Linked DNA regions of Mus musculus: region 1 is linked to region 2. The links are chromatin contacts, called in public Hi-C maps. All regions are on one chromosome and are shown on one strand. The core of a region is the stretch at or near the end of the contact, and the rest is flanking DNA. Distances in the headings are between cores, read along the strand shown.

Region 1 (6,236 bases), core at 97-2,596, 82 kb after region 2:
CAAGATTACCTGTGATAATCCACAACTTACACACAGCACTCATCAAAACTAGCACGATTTCTGTAGGGTGTGTGTTGGGGGAACCCTGTAGATGGCACCTCTCTAAAAACTGGGGTCACCTTCTGCCAGCTGCAGTGCCATTCTAGGTCCTGAGGTCAGAGAATGTGTGATAGAGAATTATAGACACCCCATTCCTTAAAGGAATCCATGCCTGCTGGTTACTCACCCCCGGGGCCTTCATCCACGGGAGATGTATGGACATGATATTTTGAAATCTGCATTTTCCTAGCGTGCTCCCTTCCCTGCAACTAGTTCTGGAACAATGGAAAATGGTGTAGAAAAAAGACAGAAACATAAACTTTCAGACTGCTGGCTGCTACTGTGGCACGCCTATGAATGAGTGAGTGAGTGAGTGAATGAATGAATGAATGAATGAATGAATGAATGAATGAATGAATGAATGGTGCCCTCAGAAAGGTAGCTATCTCCCCACCCCACCCCTCTCTCATGGAGTCACAAAAGAAACACAATTCCTTTCTTCTCTTTTCTTCCCCCTAATAAAAGGCTCTTTCTAAAAATCAAAGGTGTCAGACTTTGCTCTCCCTTGCTGGCATGATCCAGAAGATGGCTGAGGAATGACAGATGTCGGCATCCAGCTGCAATGAAGCATGCAAAAGTTTCTCTCTAATCCACTTATTTCTCTGTAGTCACGTAAACCAAAACAAATGGGCAGGGCTTTACATTAGGATGGCAGGGTGGGGGTGGGAGGGACGGGAGGGACCCAAAGCCACAGCACTAGGACTTCCATTGCATAATGCAGCCTCCTCCACGCCATCTTGCTATGATTTTTCCCTCTGCATAAGGAAAAAAAAAATCTCCCTATAGCGTGAAAGGGTCCCTCAACGCAGGGGATCCAGAGAGTCAGCTCCTATGTCCTTTTGTCCCATACAAGATGACATTTCCCAAAGGGGCAGTTGTAAAGGCAGGATAAGGGCGTCATTAGCACAGGGAGGCCGCAGAACAAGCACCCACACGCAGGTACACACAAGCACCCTGTGACACACACATCACACACCAACACCCTGCTAAACTAACAGGATCGGTTTAATCACCAGCACCGTCGTTTTCAACTACTTGAATAAATCCAGGGGAATTATAAACGAAGCCCGTGTGTAATTAAAGTGAGGGTTGTTAGACTCTTCATTTAATAAAACACTTGAAAAGAAAAAGCCCTGGTAGGTCTTTTTCAATGCCAGGGGAAGCCGAAGGGGAGGGGCGCGCGCGCGCGTAGGCGAGAGAGGCCGGCCTCTTTTAGCGTGTAGCTGCGCCCACCTTGTGAACCCATTCCCCTTTCAATCTTGTAAGGAGCTGGGAGGGCGAGGATCGGGTCTGGGGCTCTGTCACCCGCCAGCAGTTGTAACAGCTGCGAAGCGCTCGTTTCAGTGCAGGCGGCAAGGAGAGATGTGACGGATTTCGCCCATGGCAGAATGGCGTTCCGTTTCTGGCCCTTCAGGCAAAAACAGTAAAAGAAAATTCGAGATTTCCCCCCTTAAACTTCCCACAACAACCTCAGCAGAGCCACATGACTCGCCTTCTACAATCTTCCCTGGTGTGCTCACTGCTACTTTGGCAGGAACTCAGAATTACTGTTACATAAATTCCATCTGATGCCAGAGAGACCATCTGTGAGCGGGAGCTGCTTCACCTACGTCTGCCTGCAAAGCCACTCTCCCCGAGACAAGGGAGAAGGGGGGAAAAGAATTTGATTAATTTGCAGAATGCTTGTGATTTGCTCATATATTATTATAACTCCTCATCAGCACATGACAAATCCCCAGCCCTGGGTGCAGGCACCCGTTTGATTCCAGCAGTTTCTTGCGTCGACACCTGACAGACTGCGGAGCTTCTAATGACTTTCAGATGCTTACAAACAGTGATTCTATCTTCAGAATAAAAAAAGGGGGAAAAATTCCATAGGAAGAAAAGAGGAGTGCACTTCTTCCTCTGGCGCAGTTCCTTCCTGGGTACCAACATTGATTTAACTGGGAGGGTGGCTGAAGCTTCTAGAAAGGGGCCCTCCCAGGCCCCACCACGGCTATGACCACACTGCACATAGAAACAAAGACCCCCGGATTCTGGAGGGCAAGTCAGCCGAGGCCACACTCCGGTGATGCCAGACGGTGCCCAGGTGCCGGCCAAGGCTAAGACGGGGTACTCTCTCCCAGCTTCTGCGTTTCAGAACCCTGGTAATTTTGTCCACTTTTAACACACCGATCATCTCTCGGCTTCTACACACACACATCTGTGTGCTGACTGCAGTTTGGTTCCCGCCTCCCCCCCCCCTCCTCCTCTTCTTTGCTTTTAAAACTCTGATTATGCCTCCAAACCTCTGCCTCTGTACTTGATTGCCTGTTTTAGATTAGAGATTTTTAGCCAGGAGACAAAGACTTCCGAATGCACATTAGTCCTGCGTATGAGGACCCACAGAAGGAAAAGCGATAAAACGCAACGTGCCATCTGTCCACAAACAATAACCTGTGTGTTTGGAGGCTCACAAATTACTTAGCACAGAACCTTCCCAAATTACAGAGCCTTGAGACAGAGCAGAGCTGCGAGTGAGACCCTCTTTGATGTCCTTCGGTATTTCCCACCCCCTTGTGCTCGCCCCCCAAATTGATTGCTAACAGTTGAGGAATGTCTCCGTGACAAGTAGATTTTTATTATCTGCATCTTCCCGGTTACATTTGGCCTGGGACCCCAGCAGGCGTGGCTCCCCCCAGCTGCAGCTGCTTGGGACAAGGGGCCCAGATGCAGTCTGTCTCCTGCGTGTGGTTGTGAGCTTGGGGCGGGGGCGGGGGGGGGGGCGGGGGGAGCAGGTCTCCTGATCAGGTCCCCTTTTGATACAGAAAGATCCCAACCAACTCTGCCTGCCCAGAGAGCCAGTCAGATGGCTCTGCTCAGGAAAAATAGTCAAGGTTTTGTTGGAGACACGGTTAGTCTGTTCAAATTGCCCTCTTGCCCACCTTCAGCCTTCTCTCCAGAAACTGTCTGATACCCGTCCTTGTTCTGACTCTAAGAAACAGCCTCAGGAGCCCACGGGCCATCAAAGACTCATAATGGTTAGCTAGTGTCTGTGGTTCCTCCAGAAAAATGCCTTATGAAATGATTTAGTAAAATGGAAGGCAGGGAAGAGCACGCGCATTGCTAAAGGAGGGGAGCATTTCTGTTTGTGGCTGGCTAGCAGGTTGACTGGCACTCCGTGCCTTTTGTTTGTAGGGCACAACAGCTGTCTTACCTAACCTGGCCCAACCCTTGTGTGGCTCCCCCGTGGCAAATCCTCCCACTTCCTGGAAGTGGAAACTGAGGTTCTGAGAGAGTCCAGTGTGAGTCTCAGGGAAGTTGTGGCGGCTGACTCCTGAAACTAGGCAATGGCCCTGGGCCACAGATGAACCCCCAGGTCCTGTTTTAAAGATAAGACCCTAAAGCAGCAGGAGGGATTAGTGGCATCCAGTGAAAAATGCCCGTGGTTGCTAGGAACAACCAGACAAGGGTGGACACTGCAGATGGAAACCTGTATGTCTTAACAGAGTTTCCAAATAGACACATCAATACACACATGAACACATAGACACACACACACACACACAGAGAGAGAGAGAGAGAGAGAGAGAGAGAGAGAGAGAGAGAGAGAGAGAGAGAGAGAGAGAGAACCTGAATATGACTGAATATGAACTATTAACTCCGTGAAGCCTCGTTCCCAGACTCACTTCAGTATAGAGACTCAATATTCCAAGTCTTCTCTGGACAGGGGGACTTTTTGCCTCTACTTGGGGGCTCAGTCTTATAGGAATGTATAACCCTCGACTGTCCAGCAAAGCCAGGCAGCCGGTAGCCTGGTAGATGATGGTGATCAGGTAGATAACCCATCAGGAGTCCTGGAGGTTCTGAGAATGCACTAGTTTTCATGGTAGACTCTTTAAATCTGAACTCAATAGAGACAAACTTTAAGTAAGGTTTGGCTGGAATGCACCGGGGTGGGAGCATGTCACTTGAGTTCAAAGAAACAGATATTTATTTGTTTTAATACGCGATGCCAAATGGCGAGCCACACTGCCATCCCAGCATCCCAGTTGCTTTCTGGTTCCAACAAAGAAACCGGTCCTGTGTTTCTTAGTCTCAAATCACAGGCAAGGACATTCTATGGGTTTGTTTGTTTGTTTTCTGCCACTGCTACGGTCACTGTCCTCATTTACATATGGATCCAGATTTATAGTTAGCAAATCCTACGTGTGACACAGAGAGATGGAGAAGGAACTTCAGGGGGCTTCAGCTGGCCAGAGAGGGTGGCCTCTCATCTCTACTGTCTGTCTGTATTCTAGCCTGGAACTCACTGTAGATCTCAGTCTTGAAGTCTTAATCCTCCTGCCTCAGCCTCCTGCACTTGGAGATCAAATGTGTACACAAACATATGCTGCTTCGATTTTAATTCTTTGATATATTTTTGACATAGGTCTCACTATGTGGCCAGGACTACCCTCCAGTGATTCTCCTGTCTCAGCCTCCCAGGTGCTGGGATAATAGGGCAGGTCCCCTGCCTCCACACTGAGTCACTAGCTGATCATTTAAAACATACAAGCACGTCTAGGTACATTTCCACTGTCGCAACGGTGACCTTTCCCCCAGACGGGTGAGCTTGTCTAACTCCCTCCTCTCCACAAGGGACTTGGGATCCTTGGAAAGGAGAGGCTCCCCAAGTATTCTTCGGGGGGGGGGGCACTTTCTGTTAAGATGTGTCAGGAGGAAGCATGTGTTAGGGCAGCTTGGTCTATGTCATTCTTCCATCCCAAAGAGGGGTGCTTTCAGGTTTCAAGATCCAGTTTTGGACATGAGCCCCTATCTTGTGGGAACTTTACAGTTCGATGAAATCTGAGAATGATTGCCAACCCCAGCAGGCAGGTGGAAGCCATAGGACCCTGACCTTGGTGTTGGGACAGGCATCTCTCACCCCAGCACACAGCTGCACAGCCTTCGGACAGTGGTTTCCTCCCAGCCCCTGAAGCCTCACCTACAGAGAGGCTGGTGCGTTTTCTTTCTCCCAGCGAGTGGCCGGGCCCCCTGGGGGTAACGCCCATCACTATAATCAGAGAATCTGAAGCAGCTTCATCTACCACCTGGATTATAAATGTCAACCACTGGTATTCAGGAGAGGCCGTTGTCCTTAAAGGCTATGGTTGTCTTCTCTCTAGTCCTCTCTAGTCCTCATAGGAAGAAACTTGCCCAGTTTGGGAGCCTGCAGTGTGGGATGCTGGAGGAAGGGGCTCGGCCTCCCAGCTCATCTTGGCCCCAGCAACAAAAAGGCAAAGCTGTCACTAAGCCTCAGACATGACATCATCCTCTTCAGGTGCACATGTAAGGCAGGTGAATATTGAAATCCATCAGTGTAAAGTGGGAGTCGAGAGTCTAAGCAAGGGAATTAAAGCCACCCGAGTAAGAACATTTGATACACCGACCCTAACTGCCTTTTGATATAGCATTTTACTACACACTTGGTATTATGGATCCATAACATATAAATGTGTATACTGTAGGATATATAAAAAGTGGCTGTAGTTGTCAATATGCATTTACACGCTGTATTAAGAATGTTCTGTAAAAAAAAATCTCTCGGGATATGATGGCCATGTGTCGCCGAGTGAGTGAATCTACTTTAGAAGATTGGTGGTGGTGGTGGTGGTGGTGGTGGAGGTGTTCATTTTCAGCCCTAAGGAGTTTTGGTAGATAGAACAGCCCAAAATCAGCTGACATTTTCAAAAGTCCCTTGACACTCGGAACAAAGAGTCTTCCAGAATACACTTTCCTCAGAGCAAGGAGTCAAAACTACACACAAAAGCCAAATGTCTAAATCCCCCGAATCTAAGCATGGATGGGGAGCGGGAGACGAGGGGGCACTGGGGTTGGTACCCCAGAGCCGCTGTGGGTGCCGATTCTGCAGACACTGTGGGGCCCACTGTGCAGCCTGTAACACAGGGTGCTGCTGGTGGGGCTGCGCTGATGCAGAAGGCCAATCTGCAAGCACCTTGTTCCTCAAATGAGTTTTATAGTCAGTCCTCTTATTCTGTTGCTTCCAGTCTTCCTGGCAGCCTTAAGTGTATTGTTACTCTCTTCAAAAAAAAGAAAAATACCATGTAAAATGTTACCAGCTTTCTATACACATAATAAAATCAATCTTTTGCTAC
Region 2 (6,818 bases), core at 2,808-5,307:
ACATACCTACAGGGGATGTGATGGAGGCATTTTCTTAACTATGGTTTTCTTTTAAAGGATGACTCTTGATTGTGGCAGAGTGCCAAACCCTAGCTAGCACATGGCTCATGGATGCTACCTTTTGCACCAAATGCTATGCTGGTGGCAAGATTAGACATCAGTTTCTTTCTGATCGTCCCACAGGACTAGAACCTCCTGCAACAGGAATTGTGTCTTTCCCATCTACTAAGAGATGTTGTACCTACCCATCCACGGGCAGTGCGTCCTGGATGGACAGGAAGAGGAGCCACAGGAAGAACAGACAGTGAGGACAGTGCAAGGTGATTTGGTGATAAACAGCACTACGGGATGGTTAACTCTGGCCACACACAATGCCCATGCCTTCAAAAGGAGTTTGGCCCTGGGCTGTAATAATAGTTTTCCAGTCTGTGGGAGATCTATGGTTTTGTTTGTTTGTTTGTTTGTGTTGTTTTTAATTTTGAGCCCAAGTGAACAGAAACACCTAGGGAGAGGTTTCTAATAAAACAGAGACTGGGGAGATGGATCAGTATTTAAGAGCACTGGCTACTCTTCAAGAGGTTACAGGCTCCGTTCCCAGTGCCCAGCTAATGGTTCACAACTGGTGTAACTCCAGTTCCAATGGATCTGACACCCTCTTCTGGCTTCCATGGATGCTCCACACATGTCATTCACATAAATACATGCAGACAAAACACTCATACACATAAAAAGAAAGTAAATAAATCTTTGTTCAAAAATGAATGGATAAACACCAACTCCCCAGCAATCATCTGTCCCTCCAAGCCAGTGGGAAGGGACCAGGATGGGGTGGGAAGGAACACAGTTAAACCTGACCCATGAAGCTGGGCCAGAGTCAGTTCCCATGCTCCAACACGATCTGTGGGTCCAACCCCTGTGACCACTCTTCAGTACCCTAGTAACACATCCTAGTGACCCTCGAGGAATAGCTCTAACAAATGCCACATGTTTCTCTAGCACAGTCCCCTGTGCACAGCTTACATTCTTAGTGAAGCTGCTGCATGCACTAGTAAATGGAGGGGTCCATGTACCTTGGGCAGAGAAGAAAGAGAGGAGACAGGGCTGAAGGAAGTAGCATAGAGAAGAACTGGGCAAAGCAGCCAAGAATGGCTCAACAGGAAAGGCGGTAAAGCTTCAACAGGTCTGTGGACTCCTTCTGGATCTGGGCTTTCTGTGTATACTAAACAAGTCACTAAGTCTCCTCCTCCCTCTGAACATTACGGCTACAACTGAATGAGGGTTAAGCTCTTTCTGGCTTTAATTGCCAATTGCTCCTCAGAGATAAGGAAGAAAGACACATGAAGCGTGTTTGGTTTGAACCTGAAATGTCTCCCATCGGCTCATGTTTTCAACATATTTCCCTGATTACTGGTGCTGTTTAGGGAGGGTGTGGAGCCTTCAGGAGGTAAGACCTGGCTGGTAGAGAAGGGTCAAGAGAGGCAAGCCACTAAAAAGTAACTCTATAAAAGATATATCTTGGCCCACATTTTCTGCTTCCTGGTCTTAAGCCACATGAGCAGCCACAGAATTCTCCTGCCACTGTGGCCTGAAACTCCTCTGAGACTGTGAGCCAAAATAAATCTTTACTCCTTTAACTTGCTTCTGTCAGACACAATGCATGTGGTTAGACACAGAGTTCCCCACTGGGTGGAAGAGACACACATAGTTACTCCATTTGGGTCACAGAGGCCTCCAAGGAGTTTATACAGAGTGATCCATACTGCAATTGCCTGTTGGTCTGTCACGCTGATAAAGGCATTTATTTAATTTTTAAAAGTAATTTATTTATTTTATGTATATGAGTACACAGTCACTCTCATCAGACACACGAGAAGAGGACATCGGATCCCATTACAGATGGTTGTGAACTACCATGTGGTGGCTGGGAATTGAACTCAGGTCCTCTGGAAGAGCACTTAGTGCTCTTGTACTGAGCCATCTCTCTAGCCCCTGATACAGGTATTTAAATCCAATTCTGACCCAGGTAAATAACAATAGCATCAATGTCAGAGGAAGCAGGAAAGCTAGAAATGAGTATTGTCTAAATCTTTACTGTTTCTATCTGAGTTCTGAGAACATAAAGAGCCCTTGACTTAAGGTCTCTGCTTTTGCTCTTCCTGGTGCAATATTGGCCCCACAGTTAGTTTTATGTTTCAGTGACAAAATAACTGATGAAATTACTTAAGAGAGGAAATAACTATTTGGGTTCATGGATTCAGAGGTTTCATTCCAAGGTCAGCTGGCCCCACCCCAATGCTTTTAGACCCTGTGCTGAGACAGAAACATTATGGTGAACATGATGGTAAACACCATGGTAAGGGAGAGCTGACTGCTTGATGGAGGCCAGGAAGCAGAGAGGACAGAATGCTAGTACCCATCTACATGTTCCCTTTCTCCCCATTTTATTCCATCAAGGTGCCCAGCCTAGGGGATGGTGCTGCCAGATATAAACTGTTCCTCCCTCTTCCCTCATGGCCACACCACAAAGGTGCTTTGCTAATTTCCTGGATGTCTCTCAATCCAGTAAAGTTGTCAATCAAAATTAACCCTCAAAGTACCAAATAAATAAGATCAAACAGAAGAAAGATATAGGGAGTTGCCACGTTCTTATGTCTCCTTTTAAAGGAAGGGAATCTGTTTGAGAACGTGTTGGCTTATGCCTCATGGGCCAAGAATGAATCCTGTTTCTATGGTTAGCCCATTAGTAACTACTGCGCTAACTTCATTTAACATGACTGTCCTAGACAAGTCAAACTAGGGAGCTGAACAATGGCATTGTAGTATTCAAAACATTGCAGAGGACAGCCTTGTACACAGCAAAGCATTCTTGGAATAAGAACTGCTTGAAGAGAGACCATGCAGGATCTGAGAGGGCAGTGGGCCCCAAGAGATGGCGGTGCTTTCCAACCAGTGCAGCCTTTGAACAATTTGTTTTCAACACTGAGGAATGAACCCAGGCCCTCCCATGTGCTAAGCAAGGACTTTACCAGAGAGCTGTGCTCCCATCCCCGTGATATTTCTCATGTTCTTTTGAAACAGTCTTGTTGAGTTGCACAGGTCTAGAACTCACTTGTGTAGCCCTGGCAGGCCTTGAAATGGCTGTCCTCCCAAGTAGCTGGGGTTTAGGCTTGGACCCCCAGGCCTGGCTGAGTCTTTCTTTGATGCAGGTTGTCTGAGAAACTCTGAAAGACTGGCCTCCTTTCCAGCCTCATTTTGTCTCCTGCTGGATCAGAAGGAATTGTCTTTGACTTTTAAGGTATAGGTTGGGGGAAGGAAGGTGACAGAGGGAAAGTTACCTGAACCTCACCCTATCCCTTCTTTCTAGAGAGCCTTCCTCAGGGATGAAAACATAGGTGTGGGTCCAACTATACCCTTGGATACAAGAAGCAGCAGAGGCAGGTGAAAGGCTTATAAAGTCTATGTAAAAGAGGGGATGGCTCATCCCACAGGTTTCCCAAAGGAGACCTGGGATTCTGTGATGCACACGGATGTCTGTGGATGCCAGAAAACTGGGATGGGAGCTTCATTTTGCATGGTTCTGTTTGCTTCAAGCATTTAGCCTTCCTGTGACAACGGTATGTTGAGGCCCAATTTTGTAGCTATCACCCTTTCACATAGACGAAGTTCTTGATGCTGTCCTCTATCTCGAGGGACAAGCTGGTGGGGGGCCACCTGGATAGCATCATAAGCTAGGTCAAGGACCACAGCCGACCGCCGTCATGTTTCCTGCCATTGTTCCAGCGAGAAGCACCCTCCCTCAGGATGGAGGGTCAAAGAACACAAGAGTCCAGAGTGGTGTCTCGTCTGCATCACCTCAAACTGTGCCCAGGGCCAGCTGGTCCCCACCGCACCAGGGGCGTGCTCTGCACCTTAAACGGATGGACCGGCACATGCAGGGTCACTCTACTTCCCCTGGCTCCAGACTAGGCTTTGCTCTGTCTGCCGCTGGACTCCTGGGCCAGGATGCAGTCTGGCAAAGTGGTGGTGCGCGTGGGGCTGAGTGTGGAACTCTTTGTAAGCACATCTGGGCCGCTCTGCAAGGAGAAGCTGCTGACAGACTGTTTGCCAATAAAGAAAGTCACAGAGCCTAATAGCAATCAGATGGGGGATCTGGTTTGGCTGCACGCTTCTCAGGATGTACCTAGGCGGGCCCAGGCAGCTTTCTCCCCAGGGAAGCCAAGACAGTGCAGACTCATGGCTCCCTCTGCTACCTAGGAGCCAAGAAGGCTCTTTCCCTTTCCCTTCGGCAAAAGCCAGGAGTTCTGCCTAAGGCGTTCAGAAGCATTACCTCCAAAGCTCTGGACCATACTGCAGGCTTGTTTTGGACCACCCCGTTGATTAGCATATTGGTGTAAGGAGCCAAAATTCTCCGGTGCCCAGAATTTGTTGCCATCTCATTACCTCACACAGTCGTTTTCCCAAGGTGACTCCTCCAAGTGACTTTGAATCTTAGTTTTCTGCTAACTGCCTGGTAGTACCAGGTTTGAGCAGAGAAGTGACCTAAATGGTCAGATGGGTGGGTTTGTTTATTCTCAGCTCTGGTGTCTTGGTAGCTAGCAGCTATGCAAACCCATACTGCAAAGAGAAAACAAGAAACCCACAGCAGCTCGTAGCATCATCTGGACATCTGTAAAACTGGATTGACTCGGTAGGGATGGGAAGCCCCGCCCCTGCCCAAGTTTCCTATCATTTTTAAACTTTAACCATGAACCATTCATTCAGCAGTCAAAAATCTCACCTTTACGGTCAGTAATAACAGAGGGAGTTGGGTTGCTCTGAGTGGGAGATGAGAGATAGGGCTTTCACAGGTTCGTCTTTCCTCTCTTTCTCTCTATTTTTTCACCTAAGGAACTATCTGGAACTTTCTAGAACATCTCTGAGCCTCTCATGAGCATTGCACTGGGTCCTGCCCCAGTGTCCTTTGGAACCACACTTCCAGGTGGGCATAGATGCCTCTTGATCCCTGTCTGAAAGGAGTTTGGGGGTGGGGGAGGGCATTTCTGATGAAGAGAACATCCCTGGCCTTTCATTCAAAAGCCTCAGATTCACATTCTCGTCTCTACCCTAAGTTAAGCAGCCTTGTACTTCACATCCTAAACTTCAAGCTTCCTCAGTGTGGGTCCTTCCTGGCACTTGATGGTCACATGATGCCCCCTGCGACATTTTATCTTTGCAGAAGCAGAAATGTGGAAGTGTGGGGTCAAAACCTCAGCGGGATATCTGGGTACCACCTCAGACATGGAGCTGAGACAAGAGAAGGAGTGGAATTGTTGGGGTATCCTCACACCCCTGGTACCCTGCACAGCATCCTGTCTATTCTATTATTAGGGAGAGGAAACCAGCCCGGGATGCAATCAGCACAGACCTCAAACTGCTGTTTACAAATGTGGGGCATTTGCTGAGACCTAAAATGTTCTTCCTCAAATACATCCTCCCCCACCCCCTTTGGTTTTTAAACCCATGTGGATTCCGAGGGAAATTGAATCCATATGTTTCTGGTTCATTTGCACTGAACTCATCAAAATGTAATTTTGCAACATCTAGCTGAAGTCCAGGATGCCTTTAGAAGCCTCATTTTTATGCCTTTTTACAAGGCCCTCTCCCTTGGAGACAGGAAGTTAGCCTTGCCAAGAGTGGACGGAATTCCAGCCAAGCAGGAGTTTCTGCCTGGGAATCCCAGGAGGTCAACAGAGCATCTTATCTCAGACCCACCTCCATCTTTAGTCTCGGAGCTGGAGGCTGCAAGAGGTGTCCAGCAAGGACGTATCACAACTGAGTGGAAGCCGGATTGTTTACACCGTGGCTCAAATGTTCACAGTTGAACAGAAGAGGTCAGCTAGCTCCATTGTGGTTGTGGGGGCTCTCGGGGCACAAGGCAGGACAGAGAGAGCAAAGACACAGGTGAACCAGACAGGTGCAGAGCACTCTTCTAGACCGAGTGGTCCTAGGGATGGAAATGTGCTTTGGACATCTGAAGGATAATGGAGAGAAATAGATGTGGTCCTGACAGGGTTCCTTTATCAGCACACTGTGGCTCTTGGTAAGTTAATGGTCATTTAAAAGTAAAATGTCCATCAGCTAATAAGGCTCTGGTCACAGGCTGCAGCTTACACGCAAATACAAATTCGGGGAAGGAGAGGGGTGCCTCGGGTCATGGTTGGTGGAGGCAGATAAGTGGGAAATTTGGATTCTGGTCCTGAGTCTGGTACACTGTGACAGACTCAAATATATGCTCTAATTAATTAGAATACCTTCCCGGGCTCTGTCCTTAACAATTACTTGGGCAAAGAAAAATAGCATGTCTTCCAAGAGTTTGCAAAGGTCCAGGTGCACTTGGCCTTGGTCAGCTGAGGGTGGTGACTGCCAGCGAGCTTGCGAAGCCGAGTGTGAGCGCAAGGCTCGAGCTGGACCAGCAGCCTTGATACAGATAGCACTGCCTCCTGGCCCCATTGGAAGATGTTGGAGGATGACAGGGAGGGCTTCTAGACTAGGATGATTTGAAGTGATAAAACCAGCTTCAGTTGGAGCCCACCCGATCCCCACACCCCCAATTAAGGACATTGACCTTAGCCATGCATGTACTGTGCAGGGTGGTCCACACTCATTAGTTGGATTAGGGTTTGAGGTTAGGGTTGTGGGATCACATGGGGCTGCAGCCTGAAGTTAGCTTGACTTCCATTAACACCCATTCCTTCCCTCCCCAGAACTCATACAGGGTCTGACACACAGACACTTGCTGTACTGAATGGTCCACACAAGCTAGGGCTAGATCAACTCTA

What was found. A called contact is a pair of places that touch in the nucleus more often than the background predicts.
Region 1: a contact with region 2 is called in a Hi-C map of uterus, with 2.7 times the contacts expected there. The contact joins two enhancer-like sites. A contact is called at or near these places in 2 of 15 datasets of contacts at CTCF or cohesin (both in embryonic stem cells), 47 of 484 Hi-C or Micro-C datasets (8-cell embryo, cerebral cortex, cranial neural crest and 16 more) and 5 of 115 datasets of contacts at active chromatin or transcription factors (differentiating embryonic stem cells, embryonic stem cells, expanded potential stem cells and 1 more).

The regions. Positions count from the first base shown.
Region 1 is chr7:37,335,690-37,341,925 of GRCm38.p6, forward strand. It overlaps a transcript of Zfp536 not described here. Among named protein-coding and RNA genes, the nearest start is that of Gm30483, 11 kb to the left of the region's middle. Within about 2 kb of position 1,347, at least 96 of the 459 cell types and tissues checked have an H3K27ac peak or open chromatin away from gene starts, as enhancers often do. A contact at or near this core is called in embryonic limb bud and uterus, where this site is marked.
Region 2 is chr7:37,250,519-37,257,336 of GRCm38.p6, forward strand. No RefSeq gene overlaps it. Among named protein-coding and RNA genes, the nearest start is that of Gm38439, 39 kb to the right of the region's middle. Within about 2 kb of position 4,058, at least 26 of the 459 cell types and tissues checked have an H3K27ac peak or open chromatin away from gene starts, as enhancers often do. A contact at or near this core is called in embryonic limb bud and uterus, where this site is marked.